Regions from separate parts of the Mus musculus genome. Here regions 2 and 3 are each linked to region 1. A link is a contact called in public Micro-C and promoter capture Hi-C data. All regions are on one chromosome and are shown on one strand. The core of a region is the stretch at or near the end of the contact, and the rest is flanking DNA. Distances in the headings are between cores, read along the strand shown.

Evidence for each region. Hi-C and Micro-C count contacts between places; a contact is called where the count stands out from the background. Capture Hi-C pulls out chosen DNA fragments and counts their contacts.
Region 2: a contact with region 1 is called in a Micro-C map of muscle stem cells, with 4 times the contacts expected there. The contact joins the enhancer-like site here to the promoter of Bdkrb2 in region 1. A contact is called at or near these places in 1 of 39 promoter capture datasets (the C10 cell line), 16 of 484 Hi-C or Micro-C datasets (the Ba/F3 cell line, the C2C12 cell line, the N1E-115 cell line and 11 more), 7 of 115 datasets of contacts at active chromatin or transcription factors (acute myeloid leukemia, bone marrow-derived dendritic cells, embryonic limb bud and 3 more) and 3 of 9 other capture datasets (adipose tissue, liver and pancreatic islet).
Region 3: a promoter capture Hi-C map of adipose tissue shows a contact between it and region 1. The contact joins the promoter of D430019H16Rik here to the promoter of Bdkrb2 in region 1. A contact is called at or near these places in 12 of 39 promoter capture datasets (the 3T3-L1 cell line, 3T3-L1-derived adipocytes, the HPC-7 cell line and 8 more), 1 of 484 Hi-C or Micro-C datasets (embryonic stem cells), 3 of 115 datasets of contacts at active chromatin or transcription factors (embryonic forebrain and embryonic stem cells) and 2 of 9 other capture datasets (adipose tissue and pancreatic islet).

What each region holds. Positions count from the first base shown.
Region 1 is chr12:105,561,764-105,566,278 of GRCm38.p6, forward strand. Bdkrb2 (bradykinin receptor, beta 2) reads left to right here and starts at 1,409. Exons shown (of 3, transcript NM_009747.2): 1 at 1,409-1,485.
Region 2 is chr12:105,496,535-105,501,163 of GRCm38.p6, forward strand. No RefSeq gene overlaps it. Among named protein-coding and RNA genes, the nearest start is that of AU015791, 15 kb to the right of the region's middle. Within about 2 kb of position 2,082, at least 29 of the 459 cell types and tissues checked have an H3K27ac peak or open chromatin away from gene starts, as enhancers often do. A contact at or near this core is called in the Ba/F3 cell line, the C2C12 cell line, the N1E-115 cell line and 3 more, where this site is marked.
Region 3 is chr12:105,451,724-105,456,668 of GRCm38.p6, forward strand. It overlaps D430019H16Rik (RIKEN cDNA D430019H16 gene), which reads left to right and starts at 2,133. Exons shown (of 2, transcript NM_001252508.1): 1 at 2,133-2,427. The coding sequence starts at 2,401.

The sequences.
Region 1 (4,515 bases), core at 159-2,658:
TAACCTGGGAATTATCAACTCTGATGTTCTCGTGGTATAGGACTCTTCCGAGCTGCTGAGGATCTGGCTTCGAGGTGAAAAGGTCAAGTGCTTCCCATCAGAAAACCCAGCAAGAAAAGAGTTTGGAACGTGAACGGAGTCTGTCACTCCAGACCAACCAGCACTCTACAGAATGAGGGCAAGATAGTGGGGCTTTGGGGGAGGGGGGGCATTGTTCTTGGTTTTGAGTCTGCTTCCCAATATGGAGAGCTAAGCAGACCTCTGACTCTAGACCCTGCAGCCTTGGTTTCTGTGAATCACCACTCAGCTTCTGTCTGCTCTGCAAAGCTCATGAAGGACCCTTCCCTTGTGACCCTTCAGGGCTGTGGTGGTTTCCCCTGCACGAGTGGGTAGGCACACAGCATCATCTTAGCCAGATCACAGGCTCACTCACCCAAGTGGACCAGAGGTCCCATGCCTCGGAAGCTCCCTGTGGTCAGACAGGCCAGAGGTGCAGATGGGGCAATGGGACACTCAGGTCACAAGAGCTTTGACTCATTTCAGTCAGTCTGAAGCCAAGACAGGGTTGGATTCACGACCTCTGCCGCTGCCCCATCCCTATTTGGTCAGGGACAGGGGGACAGCTGCTGGAGCTCTGTCTGTGTGCATTCCTGGAACCCTAGGCTCTCTCTGGACTGGTCTCTGATCTTCCCTGCATCCTCCTCTCATCTGGAGAGGAAAGCGCAATGGGTCTTTAGCAGATCTTCAAAGAAAATGAAAAAAGACAGAGCTTAGAAGGAGAGGAAGAAACTGCTTCTAAATTCCCCAGAGGAAGTCCCGTATCTGGCAGGGGCCAGCACACAGCTCACTCAAGGACTTGGCCAGCAGTGTGTCCCTTGTCTGAGTTGTATCCTAGTTTCTGCCTCAGCACCCCTGGGAGTTGTGCACGGCCAAAGCAAAATAAAAAACACGTTCAGAAACCCTCCATCCCAACTGGCTGCCTTCTATTTACATCCTCTGTAAATGCCCACTGTTTGCACCTAAAACTCAGGAGCAAAACAATCACTTCAGGAGACCCTGTCACGGTAAACAGTGTTGTGTTAAACACAGGCATTCACGTGGTCTCCGTGGCTGTTCGAGCTGCAGGGGAAACATTTACCAGCCTAGGCTCCGGGACCCGACCATGGTCTGCACCCACGGGGGACAACCTGTGGCCATCCTGATTTGGCCTCCGCAGCTAGGAGGTCCAAAAGCACCACCGCTAAGAACTGCTGCTGATCCCGGAGGGAGCCTGGAGCTGATCTGGACTAGAGGTGGAGGGGGGAGGTGCCCAGGAGAGTGATGACATCACCGGCCAGCCCTTGAAAGATGAGCTGTTCCCCGTGCCACTCCAGCTTCGCTCCTCAGGGGAGTGGATAGTAGGGCTGTTGGGAAGGCGTGTCAGGCAGCCGCTGAACCTGGACCGAGGGACTCCCTACAACACAGAACCGGCTCGCTTGAGAAAAGGTGAGTTTCCGGCATGGGCTCGTTAATGGAGAGCGCAACTATCCCAGCTGAAATTGAGTCTCGGGGAACTGGAGGAAGATTCCTTCCTCCCCTAGGTCTGAGAAATGAAGCGAGGAAGGATTACAGATGCTTACAGGCAGGGGGTTTGCCTTGCCTGTTCCAGCTCATCTTTTCCCTGTGAGCGACCAGTGGTTTGAGTTTTATAGGTTTCATGTAGACACCATGGGCTAAAGGAGTGAGCGCCAGGCAGCAGGACAGGTGTCCAGAGTCCGGCTTTTTATTCACTGAGCCACTGATGGTATTTTGTGACCCCCGGAGAGTCGCTGTCACGTCTCTAGGCCTTGTTTTCTCTGTCTGCAAAGTGTTTGGCGGAGATTAATACAGAAAGGAGACTTTGTCTGTTGCGCCTCATCTGGGCCAGTGGTGGCAGCTTTAATCCACAAATACTTAGTGTCCCCTGCCCTGTTCTTCCATCAAGGTAGTGCTTATGGGTGAGCTTGGTGTGTTGTCTTGGGTTCAAATCGCAGCTCCGCTTTTACCCCATGGGTAACATAGTTGGCGAAGATTTTATATCTCGGGACCAGGGCCACAAAGAAGACTCGGCGGCTCCTTTTAATGCAGACAGAAATGCGATCTCCCCACGGCGGCGCGGCGCGCCACGTGTGCAATTTGCGTTACCCAGGTTGCTGGTTGGTAGCTCCGTGGCCTCTGTGTTGGGTGCAGCAGTGATGCTCGCGGGTTAGGCAGGTTAGAATGCGCCTTCCTGAGTCACAGGCTGCCTGTGGCTCTCTCCAGCCCTCCACAGGAAGCAGGAGCTCTGCCGAGTGTGGGTGTGGTGCCATGCCAGACACAACTCCTGGCCCTTCTGTGTCAGAGAAGGGCTTGTAGAGAATCTGGTCCCCCGCTGTGCCCTAACAGCAGTGTGGGTGTTGGGAACACCCCCACAGTTGTGAGACTCGGGAGCGGAGTTTGCTGTTTTCCTCCGCTTGGATCGGGGCAGGGGCAGGCAGGAAAGGGGGGCTGGAGAAAATATTAAAAGTGGAAAAACTCCTGTGCTTGCCTGGCAGTGGACCCTAGGAGTCCATGACAGCTCTATCCTGAACTTGCGCACTGCCGCTTGATGTGTTAGGGGGGAAAGAAAAATCCCCTGTAATCACACCCTGCAAGGCCCCCAGCACAGATGGGGAAACTGAGTCTGGAGAAGGTCACAACTTCACCAAGTCCTTCTTACATTGCCAAGGGACTCCCATAACTTCATGGGAGGCGGGCTGTGTCACCTTTAAAAAAATGAAAAGATGGATTGACTGAGCCTGTGTAAGGATGCTGCTCCAAGCAAACGGGATCAAACCCAGAATAACTGGACCGTCTGACTTCTGCTAACACAGTGACTGGCTGGACAAGAATTTCAGGGTGTCTTAGAGTGACATTAGGGCTACCCTTCTCTGCTGCTCAGGTGTGGCCTGTAAGGGACCACATGGGTCGAGGGAGAGTCATATAGATTGCCAAGGGGGCTCGGCTTCCAGAATGAAGGTGGGACCCGCACCTCTATATCTCAATCATGGGATGGACAGTTGACTGCTTTAGAACTGGGCCCCATAGCCGCTATTTGCTGAATACATGAATAAAGGTTTGCTGAATGGACAGCTGCAGTGCTCACACTGAGAGCACTGAGAACACACGGCCTGATGTCAAGTTAAAGCAGCTGGTTTGGGAAGCTGACATTGTGAGCACCCCGTGACATGCTGGAGAAAGCGCATAAAGTCTATGATGATACACATAGGGTCAGGAGGGATGGGGTGGGTTAGATGAGAACCCTTTGAACTTTCCCCTTTCGTTTTCTGTGAACCTAGAGCTGTTCTCAGGGAAAGCTCGTGGATCAGGTGGGTCTGTGTTTTGCTTTAAGAAGTCAAAGGCCGTGGGTCAAGGCATAAGAACCCACTGACACCAGAGACTCTAGTGATCACTTGCAGCACGTGGTCCTTGGCCCAGGAATCCCCAACCATAAACAATTGCCTTGGTGTGCATGCTGGGGCCAGTGTGCATCTCAGGATCAGGAAGATGGTTGTTGCCCATGGTCTGGTCCATCACAGGAGGGCTCTAAGCCAGCGATCCTCTCCTCATGTGGTGGTAACCAGCTTCCCCAGAGCCACAGCATATGTACTGTTGTTATGAGCTGTATGAGTCAGCTCTCCTTGGCCGGAATGTCCTCGGCCCTTCACCTGCCCTCTGAGAAAGGGGTCACATGGTAAGCTTTCCTGATTTTCTGGGGAGCCTACACCCAAGACACACACCCAGAGCTGCATTCCACAGCAAACTGAACAATCCATCTCTCGATGATTCTGTCACCAAGGTGGGGTCTCTGAGACTCTGGAGGCCAAAAAAAAAAAAAAAAGTGGAACCCTAGAGACCCCACCACTTTGTCAGAGGTCACAGTGAGAGGGACAAGCGGGACATTGGGTCCAGACCTCAAGGGTGCCACGTACGGATCGAGAGACTCTGAGTCTCTGCTCACTTGCCTGTGATACGGACAAGTGTCCCCACTTCAGAGGAGCCCTGCACAGCTCCTTAGAGTACAGACTAGAGGGAACACCACTGAGAAGGAGATCCCCCCTCCTCTCTTCCTCTCCTCCCCTCCTATCTTCTCCCTTCCCCTTCTCCCCCTCCCCCTCCTTTTCTCCCTCTCCCCTCCTGTCTTCTCTTCTCCTCTCCCCTTCCCTCCTCTCTCCTTCTCTTCCCTCCCTTCCTCTCTTCCTCTCCCCTCCCTTTCTCCCCCTCCTCTCCCCTCCTCTCTTCTCCCCTCCCCTTCTTCCCCTCCCCTCCCTTCCCCTCCTCTCCCTTCCTCTCTTCTCCCCTCCCCTCTTCTCTCCCTCCCCTCTTCTCCTCTCCCCTCCCCTTCTCTCCCTCCCCTCCCCTCTTCTCTTCTCCTCTCCCCTCCTCTCTTCCTCCCCCCTCCTCTCCCCTTCCTCCTCTCTCCTCCTTTTCTCTCCTCTCTTCTTTTCACTGTTTTTCTGAAGGTAAGCTAGAATAGAA
Region 2 (4,629 bases), core at 832-3,331, 65 kb before region 1:
AAGAGAACCGGTTCCAAAGAGCTGTCCTCTGACCTCCCTATGTGTGCTTTGGCATGCACTCTTCACACGCATATATTATGCGTTTATGTAAAATAAACATAGAGGACAAGGTCGCCTCCTTATGGCTCTGGAGGTCCCCGGTCACTCTTGCTTTAGTTTTTGGGAGACGTGACACCTCAAGGCAGGAACACATGCTTAGAAGGCAGAGGCTTGAGCAGTCGACCCCCTTAGCTTGTGATCAGCCCCTGGGGGAGCAGTCTGTGGCTGGACTAACCAGCTTCTCTAACGGAGCAAACGGAACGGATTAGTAGATTGGCACACAGGCTGTGGTCCCTGTCATCCAACAGTGGCTGTGTCTCCTGTTAGAGAGACAAAGAAGCCAGTAGTTATCCAGTCTGTGAGGCTGGATGTCCCAGCTGGTCCCAACTGGTGCCAAAGGCACAGAGCAACAGTCTCAACTTGTAGGTCTCAATCCTCCAAAGGACACAAAATACAGAATACAGATACTTACATTGCAAATCATAGCAGCAGCAAAGTTACAGTTACGAAGTAGCAGCGGAAATCATTTTATGGTTGGGGGCCACCACAACACGAGGAACGGTATGAAAGGGACACAGTGTTAGGAAGGTTGAGAGACACTGATTTAGAGGACTCCTAGAGAGCTACTGGTCTTCAGTGTAAACTGGAATCCTGAAGAAGCTGGTTCTGATATGGGCAAAGGAATGCCCCAGCTGCAGAGTAGAGGAACATGCCAGGGAGAGTGGAAGCAAGTAGGCAAAATGCATCCGACAGCAGTCTCGGCCTGCTTCTCATCTGTTTCACCTGGATCTTGCTAATCCTGTTTCTTGCTTTGCAAACCAACTGTGTGGAGCTTGGAATGGAGGTGGCCCTCCCTATCCAGAAAAGCGGAAGAATCAGGCAATGCTAGCCCCAGGTGCTTGGGTTCTGGCACGGTAGGAACTGCTTCCAGCAAAACCGCTCTTTACAAAGCCCCTCAACAAGGTCCCCACACATCTGCTCCTCCCCACATCCCATGTGCTTAGAGTGAGCTACAGTTTGACAAGGCGGGTCAGCACATCAGCAGATGACCAGGACAATGTCAATACAATATGACTGATGACAGATCTGTCATGATCCATCCCACTGGTGGATATCAGGTGCTTCTGGGAGCCACGCTGGAGAAGGGAACTCGGAGGGGTTGCCTGGAGCCATGAAATCCTGTCCCCTACCACCTGTATCCATGCCCGGAGGACCCAAGTGTGCTGTGGAGGTGGGCAGCTGTCAGGGGCCATGTGTGATGCCTCCCCTTCCATCTCTTATTCCTGCCACTAGGAGGGAGTGTATGTGTTAAACTTATGTTCCTGATCTACCTTCCCCTCTTAGGGAGTCCTTTAGAGACCTTGGCAGGGCAGGAAAATCCAGAAAGCTAATTAATTCCCCCTGTGTGCCCCCCCCCCAACAAGGTTAAGGAGAACACCCCTTACTTCCGCAGTGAGAGAACGCGCTCTGTGGAAAGTCAGAGTGCAAGCCATCCCTGCAGGGGGCAGTGTGGTGCTAGAAACAGTGGAAAGAGCTGGAAACCTCACCCCACCGACACCACCACACCATGCGATCTCAGCACAGGGTCTTTGTGAGGCCAGGGCCCTCACCCAGCCTGTTTCAATGCAGACAGCAGAAGCCATGGGGTGACTTTTATACCTTACTGTGGTTCGCATGGCCTCACAAGGAGAAGTTGCTAAACTTTACAGTGGGTCCCCACAGAGCAATCGAATGGATGGCTCATGAGAAGACCATCCAGACAGAGCTGGAGTCCTAACTGCAGATCAGGGAGTGAACCCAGTCCCGAGGCACTTTCCCAATATGACCAGAGAAGAAGGCCCAAGTCCCTGTGCAGTTCAATGATTCCGTAAAGTTGTTACGGGACGAGAAGCCAAATTCTCTCAGGATACCCCAGAGCCCCTCAGCTTCCACTGTCTCGAAATCCATTCTGCCCAGCTGCTCACAAGGAGGGTGATGGGCAATTCTGGTTCTGTCTTGGCTTTGACTGAATGGAACAGTCTGCTCAGAGGCTGCTGACCACAGGGGTGGGAGGAAAGGAGTCTGTGTCAGACACAGCTGTTAGTCTGCTCTGAAGGGCACCCACACTCAGCAGATCACACCCGACCCCTGGCCCAGTCAAAGGGCTCTGCCAAGACCCCCTTCCCTGTCCTCTTGCCTACCTTGTGTGATTTTTTTTCCCCTATAAGGCAAGGGCCTCTCCGGGCCAAGACAATATGACCACCCTCCGTTTACGTTTAGGGTAGGGGCTAAACCTGGCTATGCCCATCTGCAACAGCCTCTTTCTCTCAGCTGCTGGAGCACAGAGCTCTCAGCCTTCTTTATGCTGCGTGTGACCCTTCAGTACAGTTCCTCGTGCTGTGGTGACCCCCAGCCACAAAATTACCCTCATTGCTATTTCACAACTGTAATTTTACCAGTGCTATGAATCATACTGTAAACATCTGATATGCAGGATATCTGATATGTGACAGCTGTGAAAGGATCCTTTGACGCCCCCCAGGGGTCGTGACCCACAGGCTAAGAACTGTTGCTGTAAAGGGACCAGCAAGTCCCTCCCAGAAGCCTGTCTATACACTGCAAACCCTGCTCCCAGGTGGTGGGATTAGACAGCAGGTGCCACAGTCCTCATTCCTCCAGGAAAGTCTATAGGTAGGCCCAGGCTACCAGGCACCAGAAGTCATTAGGCGGCTATAGCAACATATTGCCTACCTGTATAAAGGTATGCCTTAGCTAGGAGTGCTCTTCCTCCATGACACCTAGTCCACCCCCACCTCCACTCAATGCAGGATTGCCTCTCCTCCCCCTGATCCCTGGGAACCCAGAAAAGCATGTCTGCAGGCCTGCAAGGTGAGCTGTGTGTCAGTTACATGGTATGAAACCTCCCCTTTCCTCTGAAACCTGTGAGAAGGCAACTCCCTACACACTCTCCTATGTGGGTGTGAACCCTCCTCACATGGGTGTGAACCCTCCTCAAATGGATGTGAACACATATCATATGAGTGTGAACCCATCTCACATGGGTGTGAACTGTCCTCACATGGGTGTGAACCCTCCTCAAATGGATGTGAACACATCTCACATGAGTGTGAACCCATCTCACATGGGTGTGAACTGTCCTCACATGGGTGTGAACACATATCACATGAGTGTGAACCCATCTCACATGGGTGTGAACTGTCCTCACATGGGTGTGAACCCTCCTCACATGGATATAAACCCATCTCACATGGGTGTGAACCCTCCTCACAGTTCCTGCCATAACTGTTACCCCCACATTAATGAATCCCTTACCCAAGGATGATCTCAGGGTCTCCCTTCATCCCCAAACTCAAAATCTTTGCTTGCTCTACCATCACCTGTCTGGACCACCCTGTGGTATTTGGGACCCCAAACTTCTGTGAGTCCCCTCTGTGCATTTAATCAGGTGCTGCCACAAGGGTCTACACCCTTAGGCCTCAGAGCAGTACCAATGGACAGCTAACTGTCACAAGAAAAAGGAGATACTTGGTGAAGCTCAGAGGTACATTGTGAGTGGCTGTCCTGGGGGACTTAGGGGAAGGCATGAGGAGGTAGCTCCATTCATCTGCGCATTGTCCCACCCTTTCCTCCAAACATCCCACTGCCATCCTGAGATTGGAGGGGCCACAGATTATAAGAGGCCTCTGTGGCCACTTAGGTTATAGAGGATTCACTGTGTGGAGACACCCAGCCCACGGTCAGCCAGGGCTAACATCCAGCTGTGCCTGTTTCCAATCATATGCCTGCCATACCTACTCTGTGGGGAGGTAGGGGCATCTCCCTATTCTTGTTCTCCAGAGCCTTAGCTTTGTCCATCCTAGCCCTGACCTTGGGTAGCAGACCTATAACCTCCCAGCCTTGTTCTTTACCTACCATATGAAGACAGGAACGGCTTGGTGACAGAATGTGAAAAACCTGGCACTGCATCACCATCCATTCAAAGCGATGTATAGATTGATTCAGTTAAGGACCTAGGGATGGGAGGTGACCCTGGACTTTCCAGGTTAACAGTGACCTCATGAAGTCATATAAATGACAAGAGACATGCTCCAAAGCAGAGGCAGGAGGGGGGAGGCAGAGGAGGGAGGAGTTGCTAGGGGCTACAGAGTCTCCCCCAGTGATGAAAAAAAAAAAAAAAAAAAAACCCAGGCTGGCCTTGCCTTGAGCCTGGGACTTTCTTGGCTCCTGCTCCCAGAACTGCAAGATAATAGATGTTGATCTAAGATGCTCAGCCGGTGCTGACCGGTTACAGCATCAGTGTGGACCCACACTGGCTGTGAGGGGTCCCTGACTGCTAGTGCCAGGCAGAGTTCAGACACTTTCCACAAAGTCCCTAAAGAGGATTCCCCCACCTACAGCTCCTCCCTTCCTCTCCCTCTAGCCCCAGGGTGACTGCAGTACAGGAAGGCTGGGGGGAGAGTAAGGCTGACCTATGACTGTTCACAAGGGACAGAGGCCAGTAGAAGCCATGCGGTGGAGATCAGAGTAATTACATCCTGGCCCCTTTCCGGACTTGCCCCACCTTGGAGGAGCCAGCGAAGCGGTGAATGT
Region 3 (4,945 bases), core at 883-3,382, 110 kb before region 1:
GTTTTACTGCTGTGAACAGACACCATGACCAAGGCAAGTCTTATAAAAAACAACATTTAATTGGGGCTGGCTTACAGGTTCAGAGGTTCAGTCCATTATCATCAAGGTGGGAGCATGGCAGTATCCAGGCAGGCATGGCACAGGAGGAGCTGAGAGTTCTACGTCTTCATCCAAAGGCTGCTAGTGGAAGACTGACTGACAGGCAACTAGAGTGAGGATCTTATACCCACACCCACAGTGACACACCCATTCCAACCAGGTCACACCTATTCCAACAAGGCCACACCTTCAGATGGTGCCACTCCCTGGTCCAAGGATATACAAACCATCACACTAGGCAAGGCCCTAATCTACTGGACATACTGTAGAAGTGACATTGCTCCAGGACCACAGCCTTAGGAATGGGTGACAGACGTGTTCATGAAAATAACTCAGACATAAATGTATATAGCAGATGTTTTCATAAACACCAAAGAACAGAAACATCACAGACATCCTTTGACAGATATGTAGTTAAGCTAACCGTGGTACGTCAATAATATAAAATACTACTCAGCAATAAAAAAGGAGCAAATTGTTCTCTATAACAACCTGGATGAACCTCCAGGTAGCTGGGTTGATTGACACTAACTAGAGGGTTATTAGTCATGGTTCCATTTATAGAGTTTTCTTGAAGTGACAGAAGTACAGAGATGGGAACAGACCAGTCGGGGACCATGAACACTTAGATTCCAGGCGGCTGGGGCAGCGGGGCAAGCAATAAAGCTTTGAAGAGATGGCCCTCAGGGCTTAAAGACCATTGCTTAGTCTGTGTAATTGTGAGCCTGAGCCTTTCATGGCTGGGCCATTTCTCCAGCTCCATTTATTCTTTCTGTGTGACTGCATGGAGGAGGCATTGTTGTTTAAGTTGTACACCACACATGCACACACACATACACACAATGCACACATACATACATATGCACTCACACATATGCACACATAAACACATAGACAAACACACACACACCTACAAACCTCTGCAAGAATGGCTTCATGGTGAAAGTGCAGTGGATGTGAAGGTTCTGGGTGGGCTGAGGAACTGCCAGGCCATAGAGCAGTCGTTCTCAACCTTGGCATCACGACCCCTTTGGGGTCAAATGACCCTTTCACAAGAATCGCATATCAGATATCCTGCATATCAGATATTTACATTACGAACCATAACAATAGCAAAATTACAGTCGTGAAGTAGCAACGAAAATAATTTTATGTTCAGGGATCACCACAGCATGAGGAACTGTATTGAAGGGTTGCAACATTATGTCGGTTAAGACCCGCTGCTGTAGCCCGGTGGGAACCAGTGGGGTTCCGGGGGGCACTGAGACTGAAGGCCAGTGCTTGGCCTGGAAGGGTGCAGAAGTGATAGATGCCAGAGTGAGGGAGCGAGGAAGAGTTGAGCCTGGAAGAGTTAGAGACCCAGGAAGCAAGAAAGGAAACAAACCGGAAGCACGGGGCAGGAGGTGGGAAGGAGAAAAGGAAGGGGGAGGGGGGAAAGAGACTGGAGGGATGGACACACACACTCCCAGAGAGCAACAGGCCCCTCTGGGTACCTCTGTGGCTCCCTTCACTGCATCGATAACCGTGACTTGGGCTACTTTTCTGGTAACTGAACCACAGGCACTGTTTGCAGGTTATGTATGCGATTCACTCCATGGTCTCCACTAAGGGCCTTCCTACAGCTCATCCTGTGGAGACATAATCCCTAGGTTCCGTTACTCCCATTCTACAAACGAGGATACTCAGATTCAAACGAGCACTAATTCACCCAAACCGCACAATACAAAAATGCTAGACTTTCCGCTTTGTTCTGCTCAGTTCAAGAGCCAAGCCTTCAGAAGTGTAGGAGCAGGGTTGCCACCGAAAGCCAGACACATCTACTCAAACAACTCCCGGAAAGCACTTTTGGGGCTGGAGTCAAGTGCCCTGGGAAGGGCACCCATCGCCCCAGCTGGCTCGCCTCAGACCTCACTTTCCCCATTTGGCCAGGGTAGAGAGAGGACTGCTAGAAATCAAGGGTCTGGCTTGGCCCGCCCTCGGGGGTGTGGTTGGGAGTGGTCACGTGGAGGGGCGCCGCGCCCGGGGTCTCCCGCCCACTTGGAGGCGTCTGGAGCCGAAGCCTGGAGCCAGCCAGGGCGCTGAGAGGGCTGGAGACTCGCCACCACGCCAGGGCTGCTGAGGTCACGGTCGCCGGGGCCCGAGGGCACCTGCTCGCGGTTCCGCCCGCTCTCTGATAATTGTGCGGGAGGCTGGACTCGCAGCGGCGACGGCGACGACAGCAGCAGCAACAGCGAGGACTGGAGCAGGGGCAGCAGCAGCAGCAGCAGCAGCAGCAGCAGCAGCCACACCAGCCGTGACACCATGGATCTGTCTTTTATGGCCGCTCAGGTAACCTGGAATCTTCCCCCCACGCGTCCTAGGGTCTCCAAGTTTGCAGGACCCCAGCCTCGCTGTCCTCCCGGGTGCATCTCTTGCATCCGTGGCCAGGTCCTTTGTCCCGAGCCGGGGAGCCCCACCTGGTGTACGTACTCGGGAGCTTGACTGTCCTGGATGGAGTGGCCCATACCCCTTGCACATCGAGGGGTGCAGTAGGGCTGTCTCCACTGAGCACCCCTACTTCTGAGAAAGACAGTTCCGAGGAGCCTGGGCAGTTGAAGTGGCCCCTCCCTGCCCAACCCCCACCCGCTGTTTGCTCTGGAGCCCCTGGACTGGCAGAGGGGAAGCTGCTCTCCCCATTCTGGTTTTGCTCGGCGCTGGTACTTGTTGGTGTCCTCTGGGAACCCCCCACCCCCTTTCTTCTCCACTGTGGGTGGGACTTTAGTCTCTAGCGCTCAGGAAGGCAGTGTGACAGGGCTTTGTGATAGAGATGCATGGTTTAAAAGCATTTTTGCTTTGTGCTGGGTTTGAGCAGGGAACCACCATCCGTCCCCACACAAAACAGGTTCCTCGTGGCAGGCGGACAAATGACCTCTTGGCGCTCTGCCTGGTCTCCGCTGCAGGAGAATCCCCTGAGTTGTGATCCTTGGTGTTCTCTTGAGCCAGAACAAAGACACACACCCTTTTCTGGGATTGTGTGTGGCCCCTGGGAAGACCCAGAGTCGACCATGGGTAAAGGCTACATTTGGCCGGACACAAGTCCCAAACCATGATATTTCACCTTCTGAGGTTGTGCTGGGAGCAGAGTGATAGGGGCGACATCCTGTCTCCTGGGTGCTTGTCAAGGACCTGCCCCCCCCCCCCCAACACTGCTGCTTGTTTTCCGGAGTGATGTTCGAAGGCACACTTTCGCCAGACTTTTGCCGGTGTGTTGGAAGTCTGTTTAAGATGTAACTTCAAAAGCCAGACTGGATATGGAGGGTTGTTCCCAAACGGGAACATCAAAGGAGCCAAAGTCCCCAAGTTGGCTCTGGGGAGTCAGGACCCCAGGCTTTGGGCTAGCTCTGAAGCAAGCAAGCTGTGAGCTCTAACAGCTCCTGTAACATGACCCAGCTAATCATATTCAACCCGTGTGTAAATACCATCATGTGCAAAACAGTCACTACCACTCTCGATGTAGGTGGGCTTAGCTGAGTGCTAACTGAAGAAAGAGAAAGCTCACAGGATGTCTGAGGCTGCCTCCCTCTCTGCATCCCACAGAAGCTGCTGTTCCCATGGTTACAGGATAAATTGATCATTACTAACTAACCTTGGGGCTGGCTAGAGCATCCACAGTTGCTATGGCAACCTGACAAAATAAACAGGGCTTTTCAGCACCTGTGGGCAGAGCTTGCTGGAGTCTGGATTGTGTGGTGGTGGCTGTGTTTGTTTTTGTTTTTGTTTTTTATAATTCACATTTCAATTGGTCAGTTTGTTCCTGCCAACAGATGGCATTGATTACGCACTCAGCACCATGCTAGCTGAAAAGAAGGAACATGTGAATGGGTGCACCAGCAGAAGACACACTAAGGTTTGTTGAGGACCTACTGTGTGTGAGCTCTTGCAAGTTCTATTAGCCTGGAGTTGTACAGATTGGGTGCCCGGTGTTAGGGAGAACAGTTGGTAAGGAAGGAAGCCGGCTGTGAGTCTAGACCCTAGGATCTGCATAGATTGGGCATTTCCCCCTTCTGGCTTCACCCTAGGGACACATTCCAAGATGGCTCATCATCTCCCTTCTTCTGGAGGAGCTGGCATCTTGGTGCCTCCTGTACAAAACAGGCCCAGTTGTGCTCAGCATTGCTTCTTGCTGTAGACCTGTCTCACTATTCCCATCAGAAGAGAATCTCTGTGTTTTTGTAATATGAAGGACCTAGCAGTGGGTGAGAGTGAGCACTCACATCTGGTGTGTGTGTGTGTATGTGAGAGAGAGAAAGAGAGAGAGAGAGAGAGAGAGAGAGAGAGAGAGAGAGAGAGAGAGAGAGAGAGCTTCTTTCCTCTTCCCAGTCTTATCTGGCAGTGAGCACCTGCAGAGAAATATTGGCACACAATTCACTTCTTTAGCCCCTTGTGTCACATACCCTGCCAAGCACTAGGATAGGGTGCTGAGGAACAGAGTTGGATGCGATCTAGGTCATCTTTCTGGGTAGTTATAAGGCATTGGTGAGACCAGGACCCAGCAAAAGAAATAGACCAAGTGTTGGGCTCAGCACTGAGCCGGTACATAGTAGGTCTTCAAAACGTCGCTCTTGGATGTTTGGATGAGAGCAAGATGAGGTGTGTGCTCACTAAAAGACACTCATGTCGACAGAGTCAGTGCAAGATGTCAGGTGTGAATACCATCAGTGGGACTCTGAGGAGGCAGTGGACATAGTAGGATGACAGGCCCCGAGTAAGCTTGAGAACGAGCCTCCTCAAGAAGGTGCATGGAGGTAGAGGGGCTCAGGGTAATTCAGAGCCCTTCAGGAAGCTATAGGACAGGAGATACAGTGGA